Regions from separate parts of the Cricetulus griseus genome. Here region 1 is linked to region 2. Evidence: chromatin contacts called from public Micro-C data. All regions are on one chromosome and are shown on one strand. Each heading gives the region's core, a stretch centred on a gene start, on an enhancer-like site or on the middle of the called end of the contact. The rest is flanking DNA. Distances are from core to core; before and after follow the strand shown. Region 1 holds the start of Iffo2 (intermediate filament family orphan 2). Region 2 overlaps Iffo2 (intermediate filament family orphan 2).

Region 1 (5,321 bases), core at 1,924-4,423, 37 kb after region 2:
GGTTTTTTGAGATAGGTTTCTCTGTGTGTAGCCCTGGCTGTCCTGGAACTCACTCTGTAGACCAGGCTGGCCTCAAACTCACAGAGATCTGCCTGCCTCTGTCTCCTGAGTCTACAGCCCAGCTAGATTTAGATTTTAATTACGTTTATTTATGTGTATATGCTGTGTGTTGTATGTGCATACATGTCATTGCAAATGTGTGGAGAGCAGAGAACAACTTGCAGTAGATTCTCCCTGGCCACCATGTGGGTCTCAGGGATATAACTACAGTTGTCAGGCTCAGCAGCAAGCACCTTTACCTGCTGAAGCCATCTCTCAGGCCCTTGCTGTATGTTTATTAACTAAAGGAGCTTTCCCCAAAGTATCACCAAGGGAAGCCCTGGGCTTCAAGGAGCACAGCAATTGTCCAATCACCTTGCTTTACAGGTAGGTAAACTGAGGCCTGAGCCAGGCAGAATACTTACTTTGGAAAAATCCAAAGCTGTGAATCAACTTCGGAGAAGATAGGTCTTTCCAATTCATAAGACAATGAAGAAAAGAAAGGTGTACACAAGCCTCCCAGAAAGGCGGGAAGAGAGGTGCCCACACCCCACCTGTCTCAGTAGGGCTGGCTCATTCCAGGACAGTGCCAGATGCTGACATCACACCCCACACCCTGGGTGCAACCTGAACAGCTCATTGCTCAATGCCACCCTTCTCCTCTAAGCCTGGGCAGTCTTTCCATCACCTTAGTAGCCAGAGCCAAAAAGCACACACACAACTAAACAAATACAGCACAAGCCTGTGTCATGACTACACGTCCAAGGGTGTCGGACAGGAGGGCCAGCCCAACCCTCCTCCTCAGTTTCACCATCCAAGACAAGAGTCTCTTTCCCTAGTCGGCCCTGATGGGGATGACCACAAAGGGCAGAGGGTGGCCTCACTATAAGGGGCACAGGACATTCCCAAGGCCAGAGTGTAAAGCATCCCCCAGCAAGCCAGGCCCTGCGCAGGCAACTGGGACTCCAGGAGTCTCTACACCCTGCTTATCACAAGTAATAACACCTACTTGATTATTTTACACCTTCCAACAGGAGCCTCATCCACTCTACCCTGGAGCACTGGCTGGGGTTTTCTATTCCCATGTCACTGAGGAGCAAGCAATCTATCCTGCAGGTGATGGGAGCTAGTCCCGGTCAGTAGACCTCAGCAGAGGGTAAGAAAGTGGGCCCAGCTTCCAGGGAGACTGTAGGAACAGAAGTAATGGCCCCACTCCCTTAAGAGTCAGGACAACAAAAGCAGAGTTACACAGGCCCGAGATAGGAGCTGAAGACCAGAGGGCCCCTCCCCCATGCAGACCTGAGACCTACACACACAGACCCTCTCTCTTTCTCTCTCTCTCCCTCCCTGTGTCAGAAAGCTGAGCAGACAGTATTGTTGGCCAGGCTGCAGGCAGAAAGCAGTGCCAGTATTGCAGAAAGGGAATCTGGACTTCAAGGAGCATACTGGCCATCTTGCAAGCAGCCTGCCTCTGACCTCCAGCTGGACCCATCATCTGGGTCCACCCAATCAATATTCTAACCCATGGGTGTCTCTCCCCTGGGGGACCTCAATAAACCTTGAGACTTGGGAGAACAGGAAGAAAGGATGACTTTTTTCTTAAAGGCTGGTGGCTGGTTCTGATTCTGCAGCTCAGGGATCTGGGCCTTACAGACCTGGAACAAGACAGCCAACTTTGGGACCCTAGGGACAGATACATCCATCTTCTCACTTGAGCTCATTAAATTCAAGGACAAAAAAAAAAAATGACAATGTACTAGTTGAGAGTTTTTCTTTACACCTGCTGTGGGAAGGGAATCTACCACTAACATCTCTGGAGAAATACCAAGCCTGGGAGACACACCAGCCAGGACTCCCATCAATGGATCAAATCTTGACTTTCACCACAGATTAGCCAAGTCGCCTTGGGCAAGTCACTTAGCACCTCTCCTCAGTTTCCTTATCTGCAATATGGGGACGAGGCTGCCTCACACCGCATTGTCATGTGGACAGAATGAGATCACCACAAGTCCGCTGGTTATTACGTCCCTGGGAAACAATGTGCTTGGCCCCCGGGGGTCGGCGCCCAGGTAATCCGCGCGAGCCCTGCGCTCGCGGATTCAGATGACCGAGTCCTCCCGGCAGCTCGCAGCCCACCTGTCAGGCCCCGCGGCCCACCCGAGAGCGGCGGAGGAGGGGCGCGCACCCACTCACCTCCGTTTGTACTCGTCACGCTCGCGCTTCACCTTGGCCAGCACGTTGTAGAGTGCGCGGATCTCTGGCGTGATGGTGTCAATCTGCACGCCCACGCCGTCCGGGTGTACCCACGACACGCCGGGGCCCTGCACTGTCTCCACGCCGCCGCCGCCCGTGCGCCGCACCTGCGTGTAGCTCCAGATGGTCCCGGGCAAGCGGCCGTAGTGCTGCGGATGCGAGCCGCCGCCGGGAGGCAGGCCGCCCAGGGCCATCGCGTTGGCGTTGACGCCGATGGCCGCGCCGAGGGCCTGCCCGCCGCCCGCAGCCGGCGGCCGCAGCAGTTCGGGCCCGGTCTGCACGGCCTGCTCCCGGGAGAAGGTCTTGTAGCGCAGTCGCCGCTCGCGTTCGCTCTGCTGCTGCTCCAGCTGCTTCTCCAGAAGCCGGTTGCGCCGCTCCAGCTCATGCACCTTGGCCAAGAAGCAGCGGAAGCGCACGTTGAGCCCCTTGAGGAGGTGGATATTGGAGCCCAGATCGTCCCGCAGTGCCGCCGTTACGGGCGAGGGCCCCGGCCCGGCGCCACCGCCACCGCCACCGCCTGCGCAGCCGCCGCCCCCCGGCGGGCAGCCGAAAGCCAAGGCCATCTCCCCGAACAGCAGCGAGTTGACCATGCGCCGGCTGCGCGGCTCAGGGCCCCGGGCCCGCGGCTCCAGATGGGGTTCCAGCTCGGGGCCGGGCTCCCGGCGTGGCCGGGCCAGGGCGGGCGCGGGCTCCAGCGCGGACGGGGTGGTGCCAAGTGCACGCCAGATGCAGCTCCGCAGCGCCGGAAGAGAGAGCGGGACGAGCCGGAGGTCGCTGTGGCTGCGTGGGGTTGACGAGGGGCTCCGTGCCTGCGCCGCGACTGTCACAGCTGCTATGGACCGGCCGCAGTAGCGGCGCGCAGAGGACTCTCGGCCGGGGCTGCCCCCTCTGCGTCGGGCCCCGCCCTCTGCAGGCACAAACCACGCCCCTCAGAGCCCGCCCTCTGCAGACACAGACCACACCCCCTGCCTGGCCGACCTCCGCAGGCAAAGGCCACGCCCCTCCCGACCCTCCCTCTATAGGCGAAGGCCAAGCCCCCCTGTCTGGACCGCCCTCTGCGGGCATAGGCCACGCCCCGTCCACCCAATGCAGCGATTTCACCCGCTGAGACTCGGCGCTCAGGCCCTGCAGCCCTGGCCACGCCCACAGGCCCTCGGACTCCGCCCACCCACAAGCTGCGCCACTTGTCTGCGAGGAGCCTTTCGGCTGCTGCAGCTCAGGCTCCGCCCAGCAACGACCCGGAAAGCCCTCGCCGGCGTGCGGCGCTGCAGGCCTAGTGGGGTTCAGGTAATCTAACGCAGTCTGCATACGAAACTGCAGCGGGGAGCGCGGCAGAGCCGGGAGCTGCAGCCTCTTAATTAAAGAGGCTAGCGGTCTGGATCCGCTCACTTCCCCTTCTGGGGAGCCCTCTCCCACCGAGTCTGCCACTTCCTCCCGCCGTCCCTCCCTCCGTGCCCCAAATTCCCCTGCCCCAGATTCTCACGCATGCGGGTGAGTGTGGCCTGCAAAGGTCCGGCATCAACCATAGCGTGCGAAGATACATGCTTGACAATTCCCTTACTCCGGCCTCCGGTGGCTTAGGTCGTCCGCTGGTCTACTAGCAAACCGAGATTCAGGGACGCGAAGTAGGCCAGGGAAGAGCAAGCAATGACCATCCCAGCCTGCCTGCCCCCTGCCCTCAGCCCTGACTAGCCACCTCCCACCACCACATTCTCACAGGCTGCCATGATGTAGCTGAGCCCAGAGCTGAGGGTCTATCCATCATTTCTCCCAGCTGCCTGCTGCAGTGTGGAGAAACACCTATTTAGAGAACATACCTATCCATCTGTTCATTCATTCATCCATTTATTCATTCATTCACTCATTCAGATGTATTCACACCTACCACCCTAAAGTCAGTGTCTCCTGCAATCTCCAAACACTTCCTGCACCCATTGCAAGCGTTAGCATACAGTAGGTGACTACTTAAGTATTATCCTCACTTTACAGAGGTCACTGAGACCTGAGCAGTCACCAGCATCTCAAAGCATGCTCTAACCTGCCTTCCAGGTTGCTGGCCTTTGATGGTTACCACAAACTTCACAGCGGAGGGACACCACCCTTGAATGCCTGTGGCTCACACCGTCAGCCCTTAACCAGATATGTGGTATGTTGCAGATTCTTTCAGCCACATCTTTTCTGCTTTTCATTGCCCTTCTGTCTTGTTACTAACTTGTGCATTTGTCTTGTTTGTGTAAGCTTGTGAGCAGGTACCCTGTCTTATGGGGACAGTGCCTTGGGGACAGAGAAGACAGTAGCTTGCTCTGGGCTGGTGCTATGCCTCAGATGCTACTGCTGTGTTTCAGGTTTGGTCATGTTGTCTTCCCTCACTTCCCAGCTCCATGCTCCATGGCAAATGGACTCATCTCTGAGCTCTGACATTCCCTTCTGGCAGTCTTTCTCCTCTGAACCCAACCCTACCTGGCCACTGTTCTGAACTCTTAGATCTCATGGCCTTTAATGCTTCCCTTATCCACCCCAAAGAATCAAGGACCCTTTGCCTAGAAGTGGGGACTCTTGGGCTCCCATGTGGACTGAGAAAAGAATTCTGAGGGGGCTGTGACACTGGGATGGACCAAGTTCCACTTTTATGGCCACTGGTCTTTTGAAAACTACTCAGCACTCCCTTTGATTCTGAATGAAGCCCTCACCATCCTATCACCCATAGAAATCAGATATGCCCGTATGATAGGTGCTGTAAATATCCTGAGACCTAAGCTGCCAGCATTCTGAAAGCCGTATTGGGCTTACTGCTATATATGTTTGCTCGTTTTTTTTTGTAGCATTTGGGATAGAGATCAGAGCATCCCAATTGCTAAGCAAGCCACATCTTGAGCCCTAAATCTCATTTTTACCAAGTCATGTGTGTGTGTGCTTGTGCACGTGCATGCGCGCGCGCGCGCGCGCGCGCGCGTGTGTGTGTGTGTGTGTGTGTGTGTGTGTGTGTGTGTGTGTGTTGTGTTGTATAGTGTACAAGCATACACCTACCA
Region 2 (4,664 bases), core at 1,806-4,305:
CTGCTTCAGTCCCTGATTCCAGGTTCCTGTCCTGACTCCCCCTCAGGGTACTGTGATGTGGAAGTGTAAGCCAAATAAACCCTTTCATGCCCAACTTGCTTTGGGGCATGGTGTTTCATCACAGCAATAGAAAGCAAACTCAGAAGGTCTTTCACACAATGCCTTTGACAACTATCTGTTGAGTCAATATTGTTGTAAACAGAAGTTCTGTGAGATTTGGTGCATAAATCACCTAGTACAGAGTAGGTATGCTTATCCTGAGGGCTTGGACGGATGGATGGAGGGATGTATGGATGGATGCATGGATGGATGCATGGATGGATGGAAGGATGTATGGATGGATGGAGGGATGCATGGATGGATGGATGGATGGAGGGATGGATGGATGGATGGATGGATGGATGCATGGATGGATGGATGGAGGGATGGATGGATGGATGGATGCATGGATGCATGGATGGATGCATGGATGGATGCATGGATGGATGGAGGGATGCATGGATGGATGGAGGGATGCATGGATGGATGGGTGGAGGGATGGATGGATGCATGGATGCATGGATGCATGGATGGACAGATAGATGGTCAGGAAAATGAAAATGTAGCGAAGGGGCATGACGCAGCCCCAGAACGTCTCTCTAAGGCCCCCACCACAGCAGCCTAGGGAGCAGCAGCCGCACCTGTCTGCGGAGCCTTTGATGAGGCGGCGGCAGGTCTCCATCTGCACGTCCAGGCCTCGCTTCATGCTGCACATCTCCATGTACTCGTGCAGATGCCGGTTCATGTCACTCTTGGCTGTGGCCAGCTCCAGCTAGAAAGAGTCAATGAAGAATAAAGGTGCTGAGGGGGACCTTTGAACCTCGAGTTACCAGCAGCAGCAACCACCCTCCTCCACCCAGGCCATCCCAAGACACTGTGCCCTCAAGTCTCTGCCTTGTAGGTTTCAACCTTCCTTATTCTCTGCACACCAGTCAATATTCTTTAGACATACTTCTGGTCAAAGGGGAATGGTCACTTAGCAACCCCAGAGGAGGTCTGTCTGGCTAAGCCCCATCTGATTCAGGGGACTTCCCTGTACTCAGCATCTCTGAAGAACTGGCTATGGGCAGGAACAGGAAACTCTTCATGTCTCTGAGCCTTCTCCTGTACTGTGCCACCTGCTCCTCCAGGGAGGAGGGAGGACTCTGGGCTTCTCCTTCTCCAATACAGGAAGAGCATTAACTCTTGTACACCAGTGACCAAGAACACTGACCTGAATACTGCTTCCTGACTTGGAAACAGTGGGCAAGGGACTTGGCCTCTTTGGACATCATTTTCTCCTCTGTATGGGTACCCAGTCCCTACAGCTGAGGAGGAGGTAAGGATAACCCAGAATAACCAGAGCTAACTTCGGAGTGATGTCCACTGATGCTAGGCACTGGGTAAGACTGTTATTGACAGTGACCTGCCTTAGCCTCTTTAGGGGAGGCAAGAATCACTGCCCAACTTTATAGATTAGGAAACCAACACCCTAGTAAGCACAGGTTTGCAATGCCAGGCTCCTGACTCCTGACCCCCTTGCTTGTCCCATTTTGTAAGCCTGCATTTCCATGGGCACTCAGGATCTCAACTGTACAGCCCCAGCAGACTCAGTAGCAGGCTCCATGGCCCAAGCTCTTACCTCGATCTGGCCTATCGTCTCCTGGTACTCCTTGTCTCTCGTCTTGAAGAAGGATTCAGTCTCATGGATCAAGTTGCCCAAGTTTTCTTCTTGCTGGAGAGATAGGGGGGACAGTTTATTTGGGGAGCACGAGCTGCATGAAAAGGGCAAAACTGAAGGATCATGGGAAAGAGGCACCCCGCAGAGAAGGCAGGTCTTGGGCTCACCTCGCCCTGCAGGTCAATGGTCGGGTTACAGTTGGTAAAATCCTCCCACAGCAGCAGGGTGTCTTCATTCTCTTCCCAGGTCAGGCTGTCACAGTCATCATCAAAATCAAAGGTCTCCCGCCTGTGGGTGACATCAGAGGGCATGACTTAACAGAAGCCAGGCTCCTGGGGCACATACAGAGAGGACAGAAAGGGGCACCTTCCCCAGTGTGTATGCACCCGTGAGGTGGCTCTCAACCAAGATGGGGTGGTAGCCAAAGCCAATTGTCTTATCCAAAAAAGAGTTTTAGTCTTTCAAAACGTGAATGTTTCTGTACAATTAGAGGTCTGGTTTCAGGTCAAAAGTAGTGTGAGGCATGTCTATGGTCCCAGAATTCAGGAGGACGAGATATGAGGATCAAATTCAAGGCCAGCCTGGGCTGAGTTCCAATCAGCTTGAACTATGGTATAAAACCTTGTGTCAACAATCCACCCACCCTCCCCAGGGCTACAGAGATGGCTAGGTAATGAACAGCACTTACTGCTCTCGTAGAGGACTAGAAATAATTCCCAGTACCCACATGGTGGTGGAAAACTGTCTGTTAACACTGGTTCTGGGGCCCCGACACCCTTTTATGGACTCTACAGGCACTACACACGCATGGTGCACAGGCAAAACACTCATACACATAAATACAATAAATCTTTTTTTAAAAATCTCCTCAGAGCCGGACGGTACTTGGGAGGCAGAGGCAGGTGGATCTCTGTGAGTTCGAGGCCTGGTCTACAGAGCGAGTTCCAGAACAGGCTCCGAAGCTACACAGAAAAACACTGTCTCAAAAACAAAACAAAACAAAACAAACAAACAAACAAACAAACAAACTTCTCAGATGCCCCCCCCCGCCCCGCTTTAGACATACTTCTGATCAAAAGAAGGATGGCCACCCCCACTCCATGTTGAGCTCTACATCATTCAACAAAGTTATTATTTGGGGACCAACCGGCAGTGACACAGATGGAATTCTGATTTTAAAAAACTCCCCACAGCGCTCCCTAGAGCTAAACCAGGCTGGTTCCTCGCCCAACAGCAATTCTTGTAGAAGCGTGTAGATGGCGCCCGTGAGTCAGGAAATAAGCTTGGGGTTGGCTATGGAGAAGGAGGCGATTCTGAGCCCCTGGGGTCCACCCATTAGCACATCACATAGTCCACCACTGACTTCACTTCCTTTCCAGCGCCTGAGACCTGAAGGCCCGCAGAAGCATGGCTAGCCAGAAGGGACAGGAAGATGGATGGCAGCAGAGACGGAAAGAGCCCCCACCCCTCCCTGGGACTTCGGAAGACGGTTGAAATTCCTTTCTCAGCCTTGGTCTGAAGCCCAAGCCACTGATCCCAAGCCACTGATTTGGATCAAAACAAAACAGAGTTCTGACACGGGTGTGTCATTCAAAAGCCTCACTAGAAGTGGCTGGGGCCCGTGGGGGTAGGAGTAACCACGGGGCTGGGCCACGGGCTCACGGAGATACCAGATGAGAAAGGAAAAACCAGCCAGAGCAACAGGATAGGCATAGGGGCGATCAAGGAATTTTATTTATTTATTTATTTATTTATTTAAATTTAGGCAACTATAAGCCAGACAAATCTAATTAGACACTGAACCCTGTCAACACTCCAGTGCCCACCACATGAGGGATCACTACTCACAGCTGAACGCATTTTCCACACACAAGAAGGAGCCCTCGTGAAGGCACCCCAACTCAGCTCTCTGGATGGGCACCTCTGCACTGCACCTCACTTCTGACCAGCCTAGCGATTCCTAGAGGCTCCATGAAATACTTCAGACAACTGATTCCTTCTGAGGAGCTCTTTTAGTCAACAAAATGAAGGCGATCTGGGTTTCTGAGCATCCAATAGTGACTTAGACTCAGGAATTCCCAGAGCAAAACCCATACCCAACCACATTTCTTTTCAAAAGCCTAGAGCTGCAGCTCAGTTGAGAGTGATTGCCTGTCACGCATGGGAGGCCCTGGGTTTGATTCCCGGCACTGCCCAAGTCAGGCATGGGTCCTAGTATTCAAGGGGTGGCAGGAAGAGCAGAAGTTCAAGGTCATTCTAGACTTCATAGCAAGCTTGAGGCTAGCCAGGGCTACACGAGCCCCTATCTCAAAAAAGGAAAAAAAAAAAAAAAAAAGGTGGGGGTTGGGGGACACCCTCTTGTTAGTAGAAGGTGAGAGCATGAGATCTGGAGGGAGACTCAAGTTGAAAGATGAACCAAGAGTCAAGGGGTGTCCTTGGCATTATCAATAGCAAATGTCCAGGGTTGTCTTGGTTCCGTTTGAAGGGAGAGTATCAGGTGTCAGGTGAGAACTCCCAACTCCACCCGGCTGGTGCTAAGTACCTATCGAAACCAAAGAGGGAGCAGCCAGGAACGGTGACACAGCAGAGAGAAGATGAACATCTCTTACAAGCAGGAAGAGGCTAAGGGAACAGAGGACTGAACCCTCTAAGTGGGCTTGGCTCTTCCTACTCTGTGGTCCTGAAGTACTTCCCTCATATGGAGGTCAAGGGGCTGGTGGCCTGATCTTTGGATGGTGCCAGCTGTGGCAGAGCTGAGCTTTCAGGATCCAGGTACCCAAGAGCATGGGGTTCCCAGTCCTGCCCTTGACTCACCCAGTGCCTTCTCCCAATCCCACCTTGGGGTACTGTATGGATTAGAGTTAAAAATGGATCAGGGTTCAGAAGAAAACACCAAATAGGCCAAGGCCACAGTGCAATATATTCAATGGATCCTGGTGCCCAGTTCTCTGTAGGGTTTCGTAGG

What was found. Hi-C and Micro-C count contacts between places; a contact is called where the count stands out from the background.
Region 1: a contact with region 2 is called in a Micro-C map of the CHO-K1 cell line, with 2.0 times the contacts expected there. The contact joins the promoter of Iffo2 here to the enhancer-like site in region 2. A contact is called at or near these places in 3 of 8 Hi-C or Micro-C datasets (the CHO-K1 cell line and the CHO-S cell line).

The regions. Positions count from the first base shown.
Region 1 is chr2:13,705,586-13,710,906 of CriGri-PICRH-1.0, forward strand. Iffo2 (intermediate filament family orphan 2) reads right to left here and starts at 3,174. Exons shown (of 8, transcript XM_027399867.2): 1 at 2,233-3,174. The coding sequence starts at 2,882. LOC103161918 (a long non-coding RNA gene) reads left to right here and starts at 3,381. Exons shown (of 3, transcript XR_003482077.2): 1 at 3,381-3,579; 2 at 4,342-4,438.
Region 2 is chr2:13,668,501-13,673,164 of CriGri-PICRH-1.0, forward strand. It overlaps Iffo2 (intermediate filament family orphan 2), which reads right to left. Exons shown (of 8, transcript XM_027399867.2): 5 at 1,867-1,987; 6 at 1,661-1,753; 7 at 681-811. Among named protein-coding and RNA genes, the nearest start is that of Aldh4a1, 9.5 kb to the left of the region's middle. Within about 2 kb of position 3,056, at least 1 of the 6 cell types and tissues checked has open chromatin away from gene starts, as enhancers often do. A contact at or near this core is called in the CHO-K1 cell line, where this site is marked.